Regions from separate parts of the Anas platyrhynchos genome. Here region 2 is linked to region 1. Evidence: chromatin contacts called from public Hi-C data. All regions are on one chromosome and are shown on one strand. The core of a region is the stretch at or near the end of the contact, and the rest is flanking DNA. Distances in the headings are between cores, read along the strand shown.

Region 1 (3,981 bases), core at 602-3,101:
GTGGCTGCAGCTTATTTTATTTTTGTGATGTTTAAAAGAATGGAAATTTGCAGACGGAGTTTCCTATGGGGTAGCCCGTTCACAAATTTGGATGGGAGAGCCGAGCAGGGAAAATGCGAGCGGTCTCCTTTCCCTCTCCCATCCCCTTTAGCATAGCGTAAACCGTGCCCCCAAAATACGAACAATAATTCTATGTCATGCAAAAGCGGCAATTAGCAGAAAGACGGATTTTGCTTCATTTAAATATATTCAGGACTTTTCAAAGTGGCTCCAACTAGTTCTTCTCCTCCCCAAAAAGTAATGAGATTATATCCATAGTAATAATACCCTAATTAACAAGAAAAATAGGGACCGAGATTTTTAGCTTCCTATTCAAGGGCTGAATGTGACAATATGTAGTATATTGGGTCATAAAAAACAATTTACATGGCGTCATTACAGTCTGTAGAAAAGTCTCCAGGACCCAGGGCTATCTTATGCAATCTTAATTAAGGAAAATAAATATCGGTGTGTTTTTTTAAGCTACCGGAGACATGCACAGGACCTGTCGTACGCGATCAGAAGAGATGGGGAGTTTCCTTTTCCATGGGAACTGCTTAGAAGAAAAACCCGACGCCGACACACAAGTGTCTAGTGTCTTCGGAATTGGCTGCGAAGATGTTAATTTCGTGTTTCCTGACCCTCGGGGCCGCTCGGGAAAACTCATAATTTTCTGCCGGCCGACGGCACGGCCGGGCTACCAGGGGGGCCGAGGGAGGGAGCCGGGCAAAGCGGGGCGAGCCCAGCCGGGCCAAGCCAAACCGGGCCAAACTGAGCCGGGCCAAGCCGGGCCAAGCCCCTGGGGACCGAGCCGAGCCGGGCCAAGCCCCCTAGAGCCGAACCGAGCCGGGCCAAGCCCCTGGGGGCCGCGCCGTGCCGTGCCCCCCGCCGCCCAGGTGCGCACCGCAGCGCGCATCCCCCCGCTCCCCCGCACCGCGTGCGCGCACACGTGGGCGCGCATCGCTCCCCACGCGTGTGCGTGTGTGCCACGGGCAGCCGCTCGTGCACGCGCCTTGGCTGCGTCCACGCGTGCCCGCCCGCCCGCCCGCGCGTGTTCAGCCGTGCGCAGCCGGCCGGCGGCGGCCCACGCGCGTGCAAATGTGCGGGTGCGGGGCCGTGCGCGCACACGCGGGGGGCTGGTGCCCGCGCACACACTCGGCGTGCAACGGGGGGGGGGGCGCGCGGGCACGGTCGGGAGCGCGCGCGAGTGTGCGGTGCGGGCAGATGCGGGCACGAGGATGCGCGCGTGCACGTGCGCGTGTCCAGATGCGGGCGCGCACAGGTGCGCGCACACACGCGTGGGCACAAGCGCGCGCACCGCCGCACCGTGAGCGCGCACGGGTGCGCGCACAGGAGCCCGCACAGCCCCGAGCCCAAGGTGGGAGCTGGATGGAGAGGAGGGGCAGGAGGTTGGGGGGGGGTCTCCCCTCGGAGCCTCGCTCTCTGCTCCTTTAAGACCGGCACCCCGCGGGGATGCGCGCACGGGCACGCGCGCGGGGGGCGCGCACGGGTGCGTGCGCCCGCCCCCGGCCCCTCCCCGGCGCTGCCAATCACCCGGCGGCCGCTTTGATGTCGGCAGCCCTTGGCCGCCGCGCCGCCGCGCTCGCACACAGGCACCGGGCGCTCCGTGCCGCTGCCCGCCCGCTGCTCCCGGGGAAACTTTGCGGGGCTCGGGCTTCGGGCTCGGCTCGGGGCGGGGGGGGGGTGGGCGGTGGTGGGGGGGCGGCCCGGGGTGGGGGGCCCCGCCGAGCCCGGCATCCCGCGACGCCTGCCCGCAGCCTGCCGAGCCCCCCGCCGGGAGAGGGAGGGAAAAGAGGAGGTGGGGGGGGGGGGGGGAAGGAAAAGAGTTAAGAAAGGAAAAGAAAAAAGAAATTGTTATTTTTTTTTTTTTTAGAAAGAATTCGGAAGGGGGTTTGGAGAAGGAAGCAAAAAAAAAAAAAAATCGAAGGGAAAAGTTTAGAAGTTAAGGAGGCAATTTAGGAAAGAACTTTAAAAAGCGAGTTTTGAAGAGGGAGCGAGGTCTTCTTCGAGAGGAAAATAAGAAGAACTGAGGGAGAGGAAAACAAATTAAAAAAAAAAAAAAAAAAAGCCGAGGAGGGCTCGGTGCGGGCGGCGCAGCTCAGCCCTCGCCGGGACGGTCGGGGCTCGGCTCGGGAGGGAGGAAAATGCCGCAGCTGGGCAGCGGCGGCGGGGACGACCTGGGGGCCACCGACGAGATGCTGGCCTTCAAGGACGAGGGCGAGCAGGAGGAGAAGATCCCCGAAAACGCCTTCACCGAGCGCGACCTGGCCGACCTCAAGTCCTCGCTGGTCAACGAGTCCGAGGGCAGCGGCAGCCCGGCCGCCGCCGCAGACCCCGAGGTGAGCCGGGCCCCCCCCTCCCCAGCACGGCCCCCGGCCGGCCCGCACCCCCCCACCCCCCCTCAAGCCACCCCCCGCTCTGCTTTTTCTCTCTCCTCCCCATGCAGGCCATCAGGCGTGTGCAGGATCCGCAGAGGGTTTATCAGGAGAAGCTCCCGGACCACATGGAAGATGGTTAGTGGCGGAGACCCCCCCATCTCCAGACCCCCCTGGGACATCCCCCGGCCCCGCGACCCCCTGGAGGTCCCCCCTAGGGTGGGAAGGGTTGGGGATGCCACCCCCAGAGAGCTGCCTTCATCCCCCTGCGGTCCCCTCTTTTAGGGCCACGGGGCAAAAAGGCTCCCCAAATAATCCATCACCTCCATGGGCTCCCCCGGCAGGCAGAAGTCACCTGTCGGAAGGCAAACCCTGACGGGGAACTTTGATTTTTGCAGGTATGAAGCACCAGGACCCAGGGATGTATAAAGGATCCACGTATTCTGGCTACCCGTTCCTAATGCTCTCAGACCCTTATCTGCCAAATGGATCTATGTCACCGCTGGTGAGTTCATCCTCTCCTTACCCAGAAGTTTGGTGGCCTCTCGTGCCAAAGTGTGCCGCGGGTACCGTGCGGGCACCTCCGTGTGCTGTTTTTTTTGACAAAATGCATCTCAGTTTCTAAGTGCCCGGGCGCTGTCCTGTCCGAGCTGAAGGAAGGAGTGGGAAGGGGCAGCGATGCTCGGTGGGCAGCGCTGCTTTTCTCCAACTCTGCTGGAGGAGTTTCTTCTCAAGTCTCCTCGTCTAGGTGTGCCTCTTCCAGCAATCAAAGCCTAAGATCTGGTGTAAAAATGCCCCTTCCTTTCTCTGGGTCTGGAGGCGAGCAACTTCTGGTGTTTGTGTTCAGGGACACGTCCCATGGTTTAACTTGAGTTTGGTGTATCTGCTGGTAAAACGGCTGGGTTTTGGCCTGGTTAGGGCTCTCTTGTGGATGATGGCCCAGAAAGTGGATCTTGCACTTCTAAAATGGCAATAGAGGTTTTTCGGAAAGAGCTTAATGCTACTGGAGGGCTATTCCAGTCTTCTTCCTACAAAGTTTTTCCCTTTCAGGTCGAATCAGTTAGGAACTCTGTGTATTTTGATGTTTATAATAAGTTGTGCTGTATGAATAATTGAACTAAAGGCTGCTGGAGAAAAGCTGTCTCTCCCCGTCGCCATCTCTATCAGAACTTCAGAAAAGAATTTGGTGACATCGCAGCAGATACCGAGCTCGTGTCGCTCCGGGGGAGCCGGCATCACTGCATTCATTTCAGACACTTGCAGTCGGTTAATGAGAACACAGCAGCATTCGGCGTATTTCAGTTTTAGTTTTTAACCTTTAAAGGAATAAGGTTTGAACGAACGTGTAATGCCCTCCTTAGTGTAAGCAGTTCAGTTTTCAGTTGTTGGTTCACTGGATGGGGTAGGATGTTAGGCTGGCGTTGTGAAAAATTGATGGACGGTGGGGTCTGAAATAATCCTTGAGGTGTGGTAAAATGTTGTTTGTGGGAATCGGTGCTGTCTGCTCCCGCAGGGAGGAGGGGAGAGATCCCTTTGGCAGCCCCAC
Region 2 (3,981 bases), core at 1,072-3,571, 120 kb after region 1:
TGCAGCCTTTTTTGGGACCCTTTGGGACATAGAGGCTCCTCTGAGCACCTCTCCTGTGCTGCAGTTTTCTGTTAGCAGACTGGTGGGAGCTGAATCCTGCGCATCCTGCTCGTCACATCTGGGGAGTCTCAGCATCCCACTACACAAGCACTAACAACACAAATTTATTCATGAGCAACTAGGGTAACTTGGATTATGACAGCAAAGATCAAAAAAGAAACCAGTTATCTTAATGATTCATAAAAATGCATTAATTCTGAAAAAACACACATCCTTGTATATCATGTATTTTGCTATCACAGCCACTTCAAAGGTCTTCAAAGTTTCAATTTTTACCTTTTTATATTCTAGTGACTAATAAAATGCTTACTTTTCAATCAGGCCATCTCTAATCAAACAGTAACACCACAGCACATCTGAACGTGAGATCCTGCTGGTGGGGTTTATTTGTAAGCAAGGCAGTAAAATACCAGGACGGTTGTTTTAGAAGAAAGCTGCCCACAGTCACAGGTAGTTTGCTGTGGTGGGAGCACGCAGAAACACACCAACATCAGGTCACAAGCTGTAGGAGTCACTAGTTTACAAGTGCACACATAGTTATGAACCTACATCTGTTCCTTCCAAAAGTTCATAGCATTAGGTTATAAAGAGTCTTTATCCAGTGCTGTTCAGTTTCTGTTCCTGGCTTAAATTCTCCTCTCTCTCTTTTTTTTTTTTTAATGTCATTGCACCTCCTTCAGTAACATCTGGGATGTCTGGGTCTTATTCTATTGCTCTGTAACCTAGTTCACTTTTTTTGGCTCACCTTACTGAATTGGCACAGGGGGTGGGCGGAAGGTGAGTTGTTATTTTAGCTCCCAGTTCTAGGGTAGGTAAGGGCCCCAGAGTTTTATCTAAATTATACTGGAGAAAATAATCCCTTTAGGAGCAGTCTGCTGGCTGCAGGCTGTCCCCAAATACTCCTCTACTTTGTTAGACAGGGTTATGAATGGACCTCCGAGTAGCTGTGGCAACCACACACAAGTTTGAGATTTTTTTCAGCTCACAATGCTGCTCCTTTCTCTCTAGAGCTGATCCTGTGTCCTGGTATCTTCACTTCCAGATTGCATTTATGTGTGCTGCCCGTACGTTTAAGGCTCTGTGGATATTATTCACATGCACAAGTAGCGCCTGAAGTTCTTACAGCCTTGTGGGTTTTGAGCATGGAATAGGAAGCGAGAAAGATACCACAAGCTCATCAACTTGGGGCTTCTTGCCACTTAGGAAACCATAGTTGCACTGGCTATGGCTTCTTCCTCCAACACGAGCTGTCTCCTCTGAGCATGGCAGAAGATACGATGGTTCTGCAGCCAGCAGGCAGCTCAGGTGGATTTGGACACCCTGCTGTCAGTGTTCCCAGACCTTACATTACCTTATCTGCACTGTCTCACATCCATACGTTGCTTTTCTGCGTTCTAGGGGGTTGCCACCCAACTGTGACTGTCTTTAGCTTCTTAAAGAAGGTGAGAAAGGTAGGGCCCTATGCCAACAGAGACATTCATCCTCAGCAATTCAGAATATTGAAGCATTGCCTAGCAAGGGTGATCTGAAGCATTTTCTGAGAGTTTCTGCTTCTCTCCCTATTCCATTCAGATGCAGAGCAGACTCTTCTAACCAAATAAACCAGATATCCGAAATAGATGGTTTAATACCCCTCTAAATGTACAGGAGGGCATTGCCATAATTGTGGAAGACTGTTCCCATTCCTCAGTTTCCATTTGCACTTCCAGCTGCCACAGCTGGATGAAGGCAGCCAAGTTTGAAGTGGGTCACTTTATAATGCCCCTTCATGTGTGATTTCTCCTAAAAGAAACCCAAATAAACACACCATGACAAAATAAAATGAATCCTCCTGGAAGCTCTCTGGATGTTTGTGAAAGCATTTTGAAGGGTTAAAAAGAATTCTGAGGGATCAAAATAAGACTGGATGAACTGTCTTCCCTCTCTTCTCTCATACAGCTCAATTCCAAGTTACATTTCATTTCATGTAATAAATGTAGTTGTCATCACTGACACCTTCTGAAAATGTATCTGTAAACCAGCCAACACATCATCAAGAGCAAACGCTTCAGAGATTTAAACAGATTTCCCACTGATATCAGAGTTTGGCAAGGACGTGGCAGAATCAGGCAGAACCGAGCTGCAGTGCTCTCCCCTCCGAGCGACTCAGCCAGCCTTTCTGCGAGTGCTGCGACTCAGCCACCGAAGGAAATCTTGGCTGCCGGGCTGTCATTTCCCCCGTCCCCCGAATGAATGAGATCCTTCATTCCTCTGACACACCAGCACTGCTATGGCCAGTGAAAGGATGAGTCAGAAAAGCCTGCTGGTGAAAGCTTCTGCGGTCTGTGCTAAACAAAGTACTCCATAATTTATTTGTTCGAGTTTTCATGGTGATAATAAGTTGTTGGCGATGCCTGGTATCACTGCTGGCATTGTGGATTGGTAGATGCCATTTTTGCTCGTCATTTATTTTAAGACTTACTGAGCGAGCTTTCTGTGTGGAAGAACCCATTTTAGGCATGCTCTTGAAACTGAAACAGAGCAAGCTAGTAAAAAAGAAAGTGCATCACAATTACATTATTCTTCCTCCATCTGCTCTCGCTCAAATCTCCTTATGACAGGAAATTGCCTATTGGATTTTTGATTTTTCTTAATGGAAATGGCAAAACCTAAATCCATTCCCGTTCCCACTGATATCAGGGGAAACAAGATACAGTGTCTGAACGGAACAGTTTTTTTTTCAATCCATTAGCGTCTGTAACTGCATCTCAGTGAATGTAGTAATTATGACATCAGTGAATTCAAATTAACTTAAATGCTTATGACACTGTGGACTGGCACTTATGCTACTGAATCTCTTTGGCACCTCTGTAAAGCCCAACTTCTCTAATTAGCAATCTCTGATGTGCCACATCCTTCATCTGTGGACGTTCCCAATTAAGCTGACTGAACCACTCCTGTAAGCTAAGGCTGCAGACTGGAACTGAAAGGGGTTTCTAGTAGGGGATGCCACTTAGCAGATTAATCAGAATACTGTACAAATGCACGTTCACATATTTGAGTGCACTAACAGGGAAAAGCATGCTGTATTTTGACAAATTAAAGTACTGTCATCTTCTGCTCGTGTTAAATTGTATCACCAATGTAGTATTTAAGCGGTGAAGTCATAGCTCAGCCAGGTGCCTCTGAATGTATGTGTTTCTCACATCCTAAACCTCCCTGCCCATGTCAATGCCAAGGTAACAAGTGAAATTCACTTTGCAGAGCAGACAGGCCTCCTGCACGTCTCGGGTGACTTCTGGGGCAGCGCTCGGGGAGATTCGCTGCGCGGGGAAGCGGCACACCCCTCAGCAGGTTTCGCTTCCAGATTTCTGTTGGTTAACACAGGCTGCGGTCGTTTCGCATTAGATAGATGGTTCTTCATTGGTGGTGGTATAAACGCACACAGTCGCTAGTAAAGAAGGTTATGAACTTTGATAGTAAGAGTTCCTCTCAGATACATGGACTCTATCTGCCAGTCCGACAGTGAGCTGGGGATATTTTCCTTGCCTTCTTAGGATGCTGGACTCCAGGAAGTACCACCCTGACAAAGCTGGGCTCCTTCTGAAAATACCCTGAAGGTGAGGTGTCAAACTGCTTGAAAAACGGTATATCATAATCAGATAATACATCAGCTGGTGAAAAGAGATATAAAGATTGTATACTGATCTTAGACCAGCATCCTCATGGGGATGGCTGGAAGACATTAAAAATCTCTCATCAAAAAGCCTGCTGTCTTCACGTCTGAAATGTATCCAAGCACGCAGCACTGCTGTGCTCCTCGCTGTACTTCCTCTCTCGGAGGAGGATACATAAATGCAGATCCTTCCAGCTGACTCATTCTGCACTGTAGACTATATTTGAGGTTTGAGAATAAAGGAATTATCTGTGCTTATTAAGCTA

What was found. Hi-C and Micro-C count contacts between places; a contact is called where the count stands out from the background.
Region 2: a contact with region 1 is called in a Hi-C map of skeletal muscle, with 1.7 times the contacts expected there. The contact joins the enhancer-like site here to the promoter of TCF7 in region 1. A contact is called at or near these places in 2 of 8 Hi-C or Micro-C datasets (liver and skeletal muscle).

Annotation. Positions count from the first base shown.
Region 1 is chr14:2,782,241-2,786,221 of IASCAAS_PekinDuck_T2T, forward strand. It overlaps TCF7 (transcription factor 7), which reads left to right and starts at 1,852. Exons shown (of 12, transcript XM_072023466.1): 1 at 1,852-2,399; 2 at 2,507-2,573; 3 at 2,834-2,940. The coding sequence starts at 2,205.
Region 2 is chr14:2,903,945-2,907,925 of IASCAAS_PekinDuck_T2T, forward strand. It overlaps LOC106014446 (a long non-coding RNA gene), which reads left to right. Exons shown (of 5, transcript XR_011803418.1): 5 at 1,103-3,981. Among named protein-coding and RNA genes, the nearest start is that of UBE2B, 6.0 kb to the right of the region's middle. Within about 2 kb of position 2,322, at least 1 of the 8 cell types and tissues checked has an H3K27ac peak or open chromatin away from gene starts, as enhancers often do.